2 separate regions of the Mus musculus genome follow, and region 2 is linked to region 1. A link is a contact called in public promoter capture Hi-C data. All regions are on one chromosome and are shown on one strand. Each heading gives the region's core, a stretch centred on a gene start, on an enhancer-like site or on the middle of the called end of the contact. The rest is flanking DNA. Distances are from core to core; before and after follow the strand shown.

Region 1 (5,393 bases), core at 2,738-5,237:
ACTGCTTACTAGCTATGAGCTCTTACCTTTCTGAATCTGTTTTCTTATCTGTAAGGTGGGCATATGAATTCTTGCCTTGGCTTCCTCACTAAATCTAAATAAAATCTAAATCTAAATCTCTAAATCTGACCCCACCAATGAATACACATGCAGAGTAGCTCAGCTCTGGTTCAGGCAGGGATTAATACTTTAGGCCATCAATGCCTGTTTTCTCAGTTAAAGGCTCACAGAAGACACTGCAGGGAAGACCAAGGAAGATGAATCTGCACCTCTTACTCACTCCCCAGGTTGGAAAGGCTTCCTGTGGGTCCTCTCTCATATACTTGTCTGCTGTAAGAGGCGGGGAAAGAAGTCTGGGAGTGAGTGGGAAGCCCAAAAGTGGTGGCAACGAATGCAAGAATTTACAGAGGGGAAGCCAGGAAAAAATTAATGAAAGCAGGGAAAGCTTTACCCTGCCAAGCTGGAGTTTTTTCTGTCCTACCCAAAAGATAGCTATGAAGACTCCCCTTCTGCAGCCTCATGAATGCTTCCCCAGAGAGTCCTCTCTCTCCCCTGGAGCTCTGGTGCTTAAGAAATGGTAAAAGGGTTGGTGAGATGGCTCAGCGGGTAAGAGCACTGACTGCTCTTCCAAAGGTCCTGAGTTCAAATCCCAGCAAGCACATGATGGCTCACAACCATCCATAATGAGATCTGACGCCCCCTTCTGGTATGTCTGAAGACAGCTACAGTGTACTTATGTATAATAATAATAAATCTTTAGGCCAGGAGTGAGTGGGGTAGTCCGGAGCCCCATCCGGAGTGAGCAGCTTTCATTCCCAGCAACCACATGATGGCTCACAACCATCAGTACAACTACTCATATACATAAAATAAATAAATCTTTAAAAAAATTTTAAAATGGTTAAAAAAAAAAGACCCTAAAATAACCTAGATCAACGTCTTCATTTTACAGACGTGGAAAGTAAGGCTAGGAGAGGAAATCCTATGCTAGTTAGCAGCAGAGCCAACACTAGAACCCATGTCCTCTGATCGCTGGTTCTTTCTACTACACTAAGCTACCAGCATTCACACACAAGTGAACACATATGGAAGGACAGAAAAGGTATAGGAAAAGAGAGAAAGAGCTGTTGATCTCTGTATGCAGGCTCTTTCTCTTAAAAAAAGGAACCAGAGGCCTCATATTTGCAAGTGCACACATTCTTCCCCAACCCATGGTAATAGACAGAAAGCACTTGAGGCTGACGAAAGCAGGAGGGGTGAAAAAAAAAAAAAAAAAAAAAAAAAAAACAAACCTTAGGCTAAAATGCTACGGCTTAAGCCAGGTGAAGCTTTCCATACCCTCTTATCTCCCATCAGACAACACTCCCCTCAGCACAGATAACCCAGACAGAAAGGTGCTCAAACCCCAAACTCTAAGCACTGCTTTTCTCTGCTCTGCCAAGTTCTAAACAATTTGAAGTCCTAAGGCAGGAGCTATAGGTGCAACAGTAGATGGGGAAGGTCCAACAAACCTCTCATCTCAGTCCTGTATTAGTACAAATGCTCAAGATGATGGCATTTCGAATGTGGTGACAAACAGGATGGCGAATTCAAGAAGTTGTGTGATGCCACCATTAACTACCCTGTCCTCCATCCATCTATGCCAAGTGTAGCAAGCAGCCACATGCTATGAAACACAAACCCAAAACCACCCCTCTAAGAAAAACTCCAATACCTACTCACACACAGGTTTGCATCCTGGGCCTAAGAATCACTTGGGTGAGTAATTCAAGTTCCAAACAGAAGAAAGCCAACTGCTTTAGAGCCTAAAGGTGGTTTAAGAGAATTGTGGGCACGTACACAAAATCATGAACAACAAAAACAAAAGTCAGGACTGGAAAGAATCAAAGCTACTGGAGTGGAGAAAAGAAGCCTACCAAAGAACAGTCCCCTGGGGACAAACGGACAGATGGACAGATGAACAGATGGACGAAAGGATGGACACACACACCGATGTCCTTGTCATTTCTTCCATCCTGGTTCCCCAAGACAAGGTAAGAGCACCTACATAAGGCCAACCTGCCCAAAAGCCCAAGGGAGAAAAAAGGGAAATTGAGACCTCAATTATCCCCATATTAGGCGTCTCCTGACCACGTCAAGGAATATTTCCATAAGGCCATCCAGGAGTCCAACCTTTCCCTTCTGCTAGCCTTCCTGGCTTGTCACTAATAGCTGTGACTCCCTCACAACAGAAACCCATCTTCAGACACCTGTGACCAACAAGGACTCTAGACTCTAGGGCCCGGAGGATCCATCTAAAACCAGCCTATGAAAGGGCAACAAAAGCACTGAATTGGATAAGAAGACCTAAGATGCTCTTGTCAAGTGGGAATAAGGCTTCCACATCCAGAAGCACCTCCTCGAAGATACATTGTTGCGGATAAATTCAAACCAGCCCAGGAATCTCAAGTGGTTACTAAACACTGTTCACCATTGTTTCCTCCAGTGTGTCAGCAAGGCAGCAGCCTGTCCTAGCCTTTGGAAAACTTCCCCTGGGCTAGTCAGGACTAGAAGCAACAATATGGTCCTTTTTGCTGAACATTTGGGAAGCAAAGGAAGATTTCCATATCTCCACTATTGTTCCTGGGGACCCAAGAAAACCTTATCTTATAGGATCATCTACATTCTGAGCCTGAGGTAGAATCCAGATCTTCTGAGAAGGCCATACCAAGCTAACTGGTCTAAACTTCTCCATAGGAAGGCTGTGGGGACCATGTGCAAGAAGGTTCTGACATTACCTTCAACTAGAAAACGCAGGAGCCAGAAAGAGCACTCCCTGTGAGAATGATTTCCTGACTGGCCACCAGGCTAGGATATTATCAGAGATGAATTGGCCTGACAGCGTGAGTAAACATGAGTCAACACACACAGAAGCAAACCAATGACCACATCAAGCACCTTCACAGTCACAGTAATTACCACTTACCAGAGTGCACTATGTTACCTGGTTTAATCTAATTATTCCCAGCACACAATTCACAGGCTCAGGGATTACTTTACATGCCCAAGGTCATACAGCTGCTAACCTTCTAAGTAGTTTTAAACTCACGTCTGACTCCCTTTTGAGACGTGATCTTTCCACTACACCACACAGCTTGCCTTAAAGGGAATAATGACAGTAGTCGTTACTTTGTAACTGCCTCGACCAGGGTGATACAAAGTAAAAGATGGGAGTCTCTGTGCCTCCCTGCGAACTCTCCCCAGCCCATTAAGCATCTGTGTATTGAATCAAGGGAAATTCTCAAGAGCAGAGTGGGAGTGGGTCTCAGACCCCAGGTCACTTGTATGCCACAAAACGAGGAGCCCTGACCCCAGCACCCTTTTTCCGCTTCGTGAGGCATCCACAAAATACCAGCCATCCCATATTCTTCCCACACCTGCTGCCCTCCGCCCGGGACTTCACCACTGGCTACCCGGATCCACCCACAAACTCGCCGCTGGCGACCATCAGCTCCCAGCCTTACCGCGGGTGGGCGGATCTTGCAAATGCCGGACTTCTCGGCGATGGGTCTGATTTTCGCGATGTAGCCAAGAGGGTCTCGGAACTCGGCCCAGCTAGGCTCGAACACCGGACACTCCGGCGGCGGTAGGAAATCGTCGGACCCCAGCTCCATGGTGGGCCCGAGGGCTGGGCCAGAGATCGGGAGGGCTCAGGTCGCCCTTAAGGACGCATGGCGCCGCCGCTGTCTGAAACCGAGGTACTTCTCGGAGTCTAGGCCCTAAGCAGGACGGCCACCGCCCGTCAAGGGCTTAGGGGGGCGGGTGCCGTGCTCTAAAAGTCTCAGGCTGAGGTTCCTTTTACAGGTTCTTAGTCCTGTTCCGTTTCTTCCACACCTTACCGCTGCCTCCCAACTACTGAAGCCTTCACTACTACAGTTAAGTCCCAGTCGCGGCAGGTTTCACCGCTGCCACCGCCATCTTGGTTTGTCAGCGTCTCCTCCCCCCCACCTCTGTACCTCACCACAACAAACCAGATCCCTCCGCAAGGTGTCTCTCCGAGTTCCGTTTACTTTGAGTCAGAAAAAAACCTAGGAAGCCTTCATCATGTGATGACCGAAAGAAATCGGGTTGTATATGTCCCTTATTTGGAGGTGGTTAGTTAAAAACATTTCTCAGGCTAAGAGAAAATAGTTCATTTCATTGGCGGAAGAACAAAATTGTAAATCGATGGCCGGATCCTTTTACCGGATGGACCGGCGATGCACGTTTAAAGGCCAGTGATGCGCATGCGCAGTCTCTAGACAAACCGGAAGAGGAGCTAGTGTCCATAAGTAGTGAGCCTAAACTAGTACGCGCCCATGCGCGCTCGCACACGCTCGCGCACGCGCACGCACACACCCTAGATCCCAAGCCGGTTGTCTCCTCCCCAATGTCCTTTGCTGCTTCTCTCAGGTCCTTTCAGTGAGAACCACGGAAGGCGGTGATTTCGAGGAACCTCCGCCCCCTTCCTCCCCCTCCCCCTCCCATTCCGCGTGTCTACTGCTGAGTGAATTGAAGATTTACCAGACTTACACCTCTGAGGTTTTTGTTTTTAAATGAAAGAAGGAAACTCCTCACTCCCTAGAGAATGTGGAGTTTTAGAAGCTTCAGTCCCACGTAGAGTAAAAATGCATTATTCTCCCCAGTATCATTGGCCATCAGCATTTTAAAGAATGCTTTCGACTGTTTGGTATACATTGTAACTATATAAACACTTTGTATAATATGTGTGTATCCATTTTTGTAGCAACTACTGCTACAAAAAAACCAAAAGGCCTGGATGTTTACATTTTTGTTTATTCCATGTATATGCAGTACATAGAGGCTAAAAAGGGGGGGATTTTGAGTTTGAGACCAGCCTGAGCTACATAGCAAGATCCTGCCTCACAAAGTAGTAGTAGTAGTAGTACTAGTAGTAATATTATTATTACTAATGGCCGGGCAGTAGGTGGCACATGCCATTAATCCCAGCACTTGGGAGGCAGAGGCAGGTTGTACAGTGAGTTCTTGTCTCCAAAAAAAAAAAAAAAAAGGGCAGGCATGGTGGCATACATCTTTAATTCCAGTACTCAGGAGGCAGAGGTAGATGAATCTCTGAGTTCAATGTCATCCTGGTCTACAGAACTACTTCCAGGATAGCCAGGATAGGGCTACTCCCCATCTCAAAAACTCAATAGTAATAATAGTAATAATAATGTAAAGTAATGGAACTGGACAGGAGAAAAGGCATTAAAATTAAGGTTAGTAAGTTTGCTGTTCCTCACCTGAAGACATTTTGCTTTTCTACCTGAGGAACATCTCTGTAAAGAGTAAAGAACACCAGGCTTTTGGTCTCAGCACCACCCATTCTTCCTCCAGTCTCCTCTAATGTCCTT
Region 2 (5,557 bases), core at 2,629-5,128, 74 kb before region 1:
TCTGCCAGCACCATTTGTTGAAAATGCTGTCTTTCTTCCACTGGATGGTTTTAGCTCCCTTGTCGAAGATCAAGTGACCATAGGAGTGTGGGTTCATTTCTGGGTCTTCAATTCTATTCCATTGGTCTACTTGTCTGTCGCTATACCAGTACCATGCAGTTTTTATCACAATTGCTCTGTAGTACAGCTTTAGGTCAGGCATGGTGATTCCACCAGAGGTTCTTTTATCCTTGAGAAGAGTTTTTGCTATCCTAGGTTTTTTGTTATTCCAGATGAATTTGCAGATTGCTCTTTCTAATTCGTTGAAGAATTGAGTTGGAATTTTGATGGGGATTGCATTGAATCTGTAGATTGCTTTTGGCAAGATAGCCATTTTTACTATATTAATCCTGCCAATCCATGAGCATGGGAGATCTTTCCATCTTCTGAGATCTTCTTTAATTTCTTTCTTCAGAGACTTGAAGTTCTTATCATACAGATCTTTCACTTCCTTAGTTAGAGTCACGTCAAGGTATTTTATATTATTTGTGACTATTGAGAAGGGTGTTGTTTCCCTAATTTCTTTCTCATCCTGTTTATCCTTTGTGTAGAGAAAGGCCATTGACTTGTTTGAGTTAATTTTATATCCAGCTACTTTACTGAAGCTGTTTATCAGGTTTAGGAGTTCTCTGTTGGAATTTTTAGGATCACTTATATATACTATCATATCATCCTCAAATAGTGATATTTTGACTTCTTCCTTTCTAATTTGTATCTCCTTGATCTCCTTTTGTTGTTGAATTGCTCTGGCTAGAACTTCAAGTACTATATTGAATAGGTAGGGACTAGCCTTGTCTAGTCCCTGATTTTAGTGGGATTGCTTCCAGCTTCTCACCATTTACTTTGTTGTTGGCTACTGGTTTGCTGTAGGTTGCTTTTATCATGTTTAGGTATGGGCCTTGAATTCCTGATCTTTCCAAGACTTTATCATGAAGGGGTGTTGAATTTTATCAAATGCTTTTTCCTCATCTACGGAGATGATCATGTGGTTTTTGTCTTTGAGTTTGTTTATATAGTGGATTACATTGATGGATTTCCGTATATTAAACCATCCCTGCATCCTTGGAATGAAACCTACTTGGTCAGGATGGATGATTGTTTTGATGTGTTCTTGGATTCGGTTAGCGGGAATTTTATTGAGTATTTTTGCATTGATATTCATGAGGGAAATTGGTCTGACGTTCTCTATCTTTGGAATAGTGAATCTTAAATGAATACTCTTAGTACTTGTAGCATGATGGGTTTAATAGTTTAAGCATACTAGGATAGCTATATTACACTGTTTAATTCAGAGCTGTAGAATGTTTGACTTTTAAAGTACAAGGAAGATTCATAACTGCCATATGAATAATGAAATACTAGAAACGGTGAATATTTAAGTGAGGTAATTGTTCATTGGTGGCCATTCATAATTTTTCCCCTTAGAAATATGAAAATAATTATTATCTTTGACCTAAAAATGTAGATGTAGTCATTTTTTTTAGAATTAAGTTTTTTTATTAGGGATGTAGTCATTTTTAACTTCTATAATATCTCCTAGAATTAGTGGAATAATTGACTAAAGAAAAGGTTTCTTTCTTTTTTAATTTCTTTTATAGGGTTTCTATACAGTTCTGGCTTTCCTTGGCCTAAAACTCAGTGCTCTTAATCAAGGATCTCAAACTTTTGTTTGTTTGTTTGTTTGTTTGTTTGTTTGTTTTGAGACAGAGTTTCTCTGTGTAGCCCTGGCTGTCCTAGAACTCACTCCCAAATGCTGGGATTTAAGGCATACACCACCACTGCCGGATGATCTCGAACTTTTTTGTGCTGGGATTAAAGGCAATACTACACCTTGCTCAGGACTATTTTATGGTCAATGATGGCTGTCTGTACTGAAGATCTCCCCACAGAAAACCCCTTTGAAGATGTGCATGATGTGAATTTTCACAAACTTATTTGTTCTTGTACTATGGTTTCTGTCCTATGCTCACCAACATTGTAAATATCACTACTTCTGACACTGGCCAAAACACTTAATAGAATTAGCTGGGGATAGAATCAGTAGGGATACCTGGCTGTTTGGAGCCATAGCCAAGCCCTGCACCACTTCTGCAAGTCTAAAGGGTATAGACTTTGGCCTGCTTCAAGGGAGATGCTAAGGGGGTATACCCAGCCCTACCTTTCTGACCCCCCCCACACACACACACACAGAATAAGCTCTTCTGGATAGATGGACACGCCACAAGCGAGGTGATATTGGCTGGGATATACCTGGACCCTCATTCTGCTAGAATAGCCTAGACTGGATCTTATGGAATGTAAGAGATATAGGGGCCAGCCTATCACTAGGTAAGCCTAGAGCATGTGTCTTTAGTATCAGCTTGGTAACTACAGCAGAGAGGGCTGACCGTGGGCTGAGACAAGTCAGAGAGTACAAAGGCTGGCCTAGTGCTAGAGTGGACCTGAAGTTTGGGGCCCAGGGTCACTGGGGCATGTTTGGCTATGAAGTAAATGTAAGCATGTGAGGTCTGATGTAGTACTTAGACAGGTTTGGTACTTTGGCCATTCTGGAGCCTGTGGCCATTTAAGTCCTCCTGGTGTGGGCTTGGTTCTAAACCCATCAGGAGCCTGAAGCCTAAAGCCTTGAGGAATCTGGTGCCGGGATGGGCCTTGAGGATGTCATCGGGTACTGACCTAGAGTCTAGGAGTGTAATTAGATGCCCAGAACTGGGCTTGACTGGAGTCAGTTCAGTTTGGGTATCCAAAACAAGAAGGCATTTTCTCAATTGAGATTCCCTCTTCTCAGATCTCTCTAGCTTAGATCAATTTGACAGAAAACTAACTAGCATAATCATGGAGAGGAAGTCCTACCAGGAAGAGCTTAGATTTATTTAGTCCAGGACCTAACCCAGTACCATGGTTCCACCCACATCTAAGGTGAGTCTTTTCTTCTCTTAATCTGGAATCTAAATTCTAGATAATCCTGAGCAGATCTGCCCAGATTTGTTTGTTCAGTGACTCAAAATCCTGTCAGGTTGACAGGATTAATCTCATATTAATCATCACAACTCCATCCCTTGTCAACTTGGCACCCAAACACATCACTTTCAAACTATAATTTTCTACCCCTTGTCCCTAAAGTGTTGTGAATATCTCACAATGCAATGTTATGTATTTAAAGTCCTTACAGTCTTTAACAGTTTCAACAGTTTCAAAGTCAAGCCAGGTGGTGGCAGCAGAGGCTGCTAGATCTCTGAGTTCCAGGACTGCCTGATCTATAGAGTTCGTTCCAGTATAGCCAGGACTGTACAGAGAGGCACTGTCTCAAAAAAGTTCAGTGTTCATATCTCATGTCAGGTTCAAGGCAATCTCTTAGATGTGATGTGAGTTCCTATAAAGTAAAAGCCAAGTTACGTATTTCTTGTACATAATGGCACAGAATAAATGTTCTTGTTCCAAAAGAAAAGCATGGGGCATAGCAAGGAATAATTGGACCAAAGTAAAAAAAAAAAAAAAGTATAGAAACACAAACTCCAAGCCGGGCGTGGTGGCGCATGCCTTTAATCTCAGCACTCGGGAGGCAGAGGCAAGCAGATTTCTGAGTTCAAGGCCAGCCTGGTCTACAAAGTGAGTTCCAGGACAGCCAGGGCTACACAGAGAAACCCTGTCTTGAAAAACCAAAAAAAAAAAAAAAAAAAAAAAGAGTATAGAAACACAAACTCCTGCAGTTTCATGCTAAGCAGCTGGAAGTCATGATAAAATTATCTGGGCCCAAAGGGCTTGAGTATCCCCACCCTTCCATCTCTGCTTCCAGCAGTTCATATAACCTCTTAGAGTGGCTCATCACTGCCTGCAGACCTCCCATGGCTTTATCTTCACAGCTTCACACAGTGGCTTCCTACTCCTTTCAGAGACTCCAGCCTTGTCATACATTGTCTGGCCTCAGGCCACAGAGCAAGAGTTTGTGACCTCCTTCAATCCTCTTTCATGCCTTCAAAGCCAGCAGCATGTGAACTACTCTGTCAAGTTCTACTAGCACAGAATGAGAACTGGTCCCACTTCTGTGTTATTTGTGACATTGCTTCAACAAAAGCAACCTATAGAAACTTTTTTTGTGTGAAATATAGCATTTTTATTAATTTGTTTGGTATTTCACACATATATATAGGGGCTTTGGGGAGGTTGATGCTATGTGTTTTTGTTTGTTTGTTTGTTTGTTTGTTTTAAAGAAGATGTCATTATGGAGGCTTGGTTGGCCCAGAACTCATACAGACCTACCTGCCGCTGCCTTGTGTATGCTGGGATTAAAAGGTTTACTGGGGCTAGACAGATGGCTCAGTGGTTAAGAAGAGCACTGACTAGCTCTTCCAGAAGTCCTGAGTTCAATTCCCAGCAGCCACATGGTGGCTCACAACCATCTGTAATGGGACCCAATGTCCTGTTCTGGGGTGTCTGCAGGGTATACCCACATACATGAGACAGAGGAAGGAAAGAGGTATGCACAACCCCACATGTCCTACTTACAATGTATTTCAATCATTTCACACTCCACTCTTCCTAACTTTCACCATTGCCATCCACATCCAACTTCATGTCCTCTTTAATATCTCCCTGATTCTAATTTATGTTTCTCATATACTCATGGCCATCCACCAGGATATATATGGTCAACCTACCAGAGGCCACACCAGAAAACTAATTCTCTTTCTTCCAGAAGCCATCAACTGTCAGTAGCTCCTCTATTAGGTGTGGAGACTCTTGAGCCTTTCTCCTTCCATACTGGGATATTGACTGGCTTGATCTTGTGAGTTTATAGTACAGCACTCCTGTGGTATCCAGAAGACATTGTTTAGCCTAGTGCTCCCTGAACACTGGTTCTTACAATCATTCTATCCCCTCTTCTTTGATAGTCAAAAAGGTTTCTTTTGACTCACAGTCGGAGGTTACAGTCCTTTGTGATGGGAAGGTCGTGGCAAAAGCTTGAGGCAGTTTTCCACATTGTGTTCACAATCAGGAGCAGTTATGGATAAATACACTGAGCTTACTGTCTCCTTTTGATTCAGTCTAGGAGCCCAGTGTATAGAAATGGCACCATCCAGTTTGGGTGGGTCTTTCCAGCCATTATCCTAATCTAGATAATCCCTCACAGACATCCCCAAAGGTTTGATCTCCAGTATTCTAGATCCTGTCAAGTTGACAGTCAGTATTAACCATCGTATGAACTAATGAGTTTGTTGGAGCTACTTTAGAAGCATGGATGATTGAAAGTCAGCGGCATTGCTGAAATGCCCACCCCAGCATGGATGATAGCTCACAAAAGGTACCTCCCTAGAGTTCTTTGCCTGCCCTGTATGAAGCTCCTATCAGGACTTTCTACTCCCCATTAATTTCTTACTGCTTTTATAAACTTGGGAAGAGGTCTTGTAAACTTACTGAACTTGCTGGCCCTTGGAAATCTGGTTTGGTTTGTTTTTTTAAGATGTATTTATTTATTATATGTAAGTACACTGTAGCTGTCTTCAGACACTCCAGAAGAGGG

Evidence for each region. Promoter capture Hi-C pulls out the DNA fragments that hold promoters and counts their contacts.
Region 2: a promoter capture Hi-C map of erythroid cells shows a contact between it and region 1, with 1.7 times the contacts expected there. The contact joins the enhancer-like site here to the promoter of Kdm5c in region 1. A contact is called at or near these places in 14 of 39 promoter capture datasets (the 3T3-L1 cell line, the HPC-7 cell line, HPC-7-derived erythroid cells and 10 more), 2 of 15 datasets of contacts at CTCF or cohesin (CD8 T cells and pro-B cells), 28 of 484 Hi-C or Micro-C datasets (the AML12 cell line, CD4 T cells, the G1E-ER4 cell line and 14 more), 10 of 115 datasets of contacts at active chromatin or transcription factors (the SCID.adh cell line, bone marrow-derived macrophages, embryonic stem cells and 2 more) and 3 of 9 other capture datasets (adipose tissue, liver and pancreatic islet).

Annotation. Positions count from the first base shown.
Region 1 is chrX:152,231,821-152,237,213 of GRCm38.p6, reverse strand. It overlaps Kdm5c (lysine (K)-specific demethylase 5C), which reads right to left and starts at 3,987. Exons shown (of 26, transcript NM_013668.4): 1 at 3,504-3,987. The coding sequence starts at 3,653.
Region 2 is chrX:152,305,857-152,311,413 of GRCm38.p6, reverse strand. All of the region lies in intron 2 of Kantr (Kdm5c adjacent non-coding transcript), which reads left to right. Among named protein-coding and RNA genes, the nearest start is that of Kantr, 19 kb to the left of the region's middle. Within about 2 kb of position 3,878, at least 17 of the 459 cell types and tissues checked have an H3K27ac peak or open chromatin away from gene starts, as enhancers often do. A contact at or near this core is called in the G1E-ER4 cell line, erythroblasts, erythroid cells and 1 more, where this site is marked.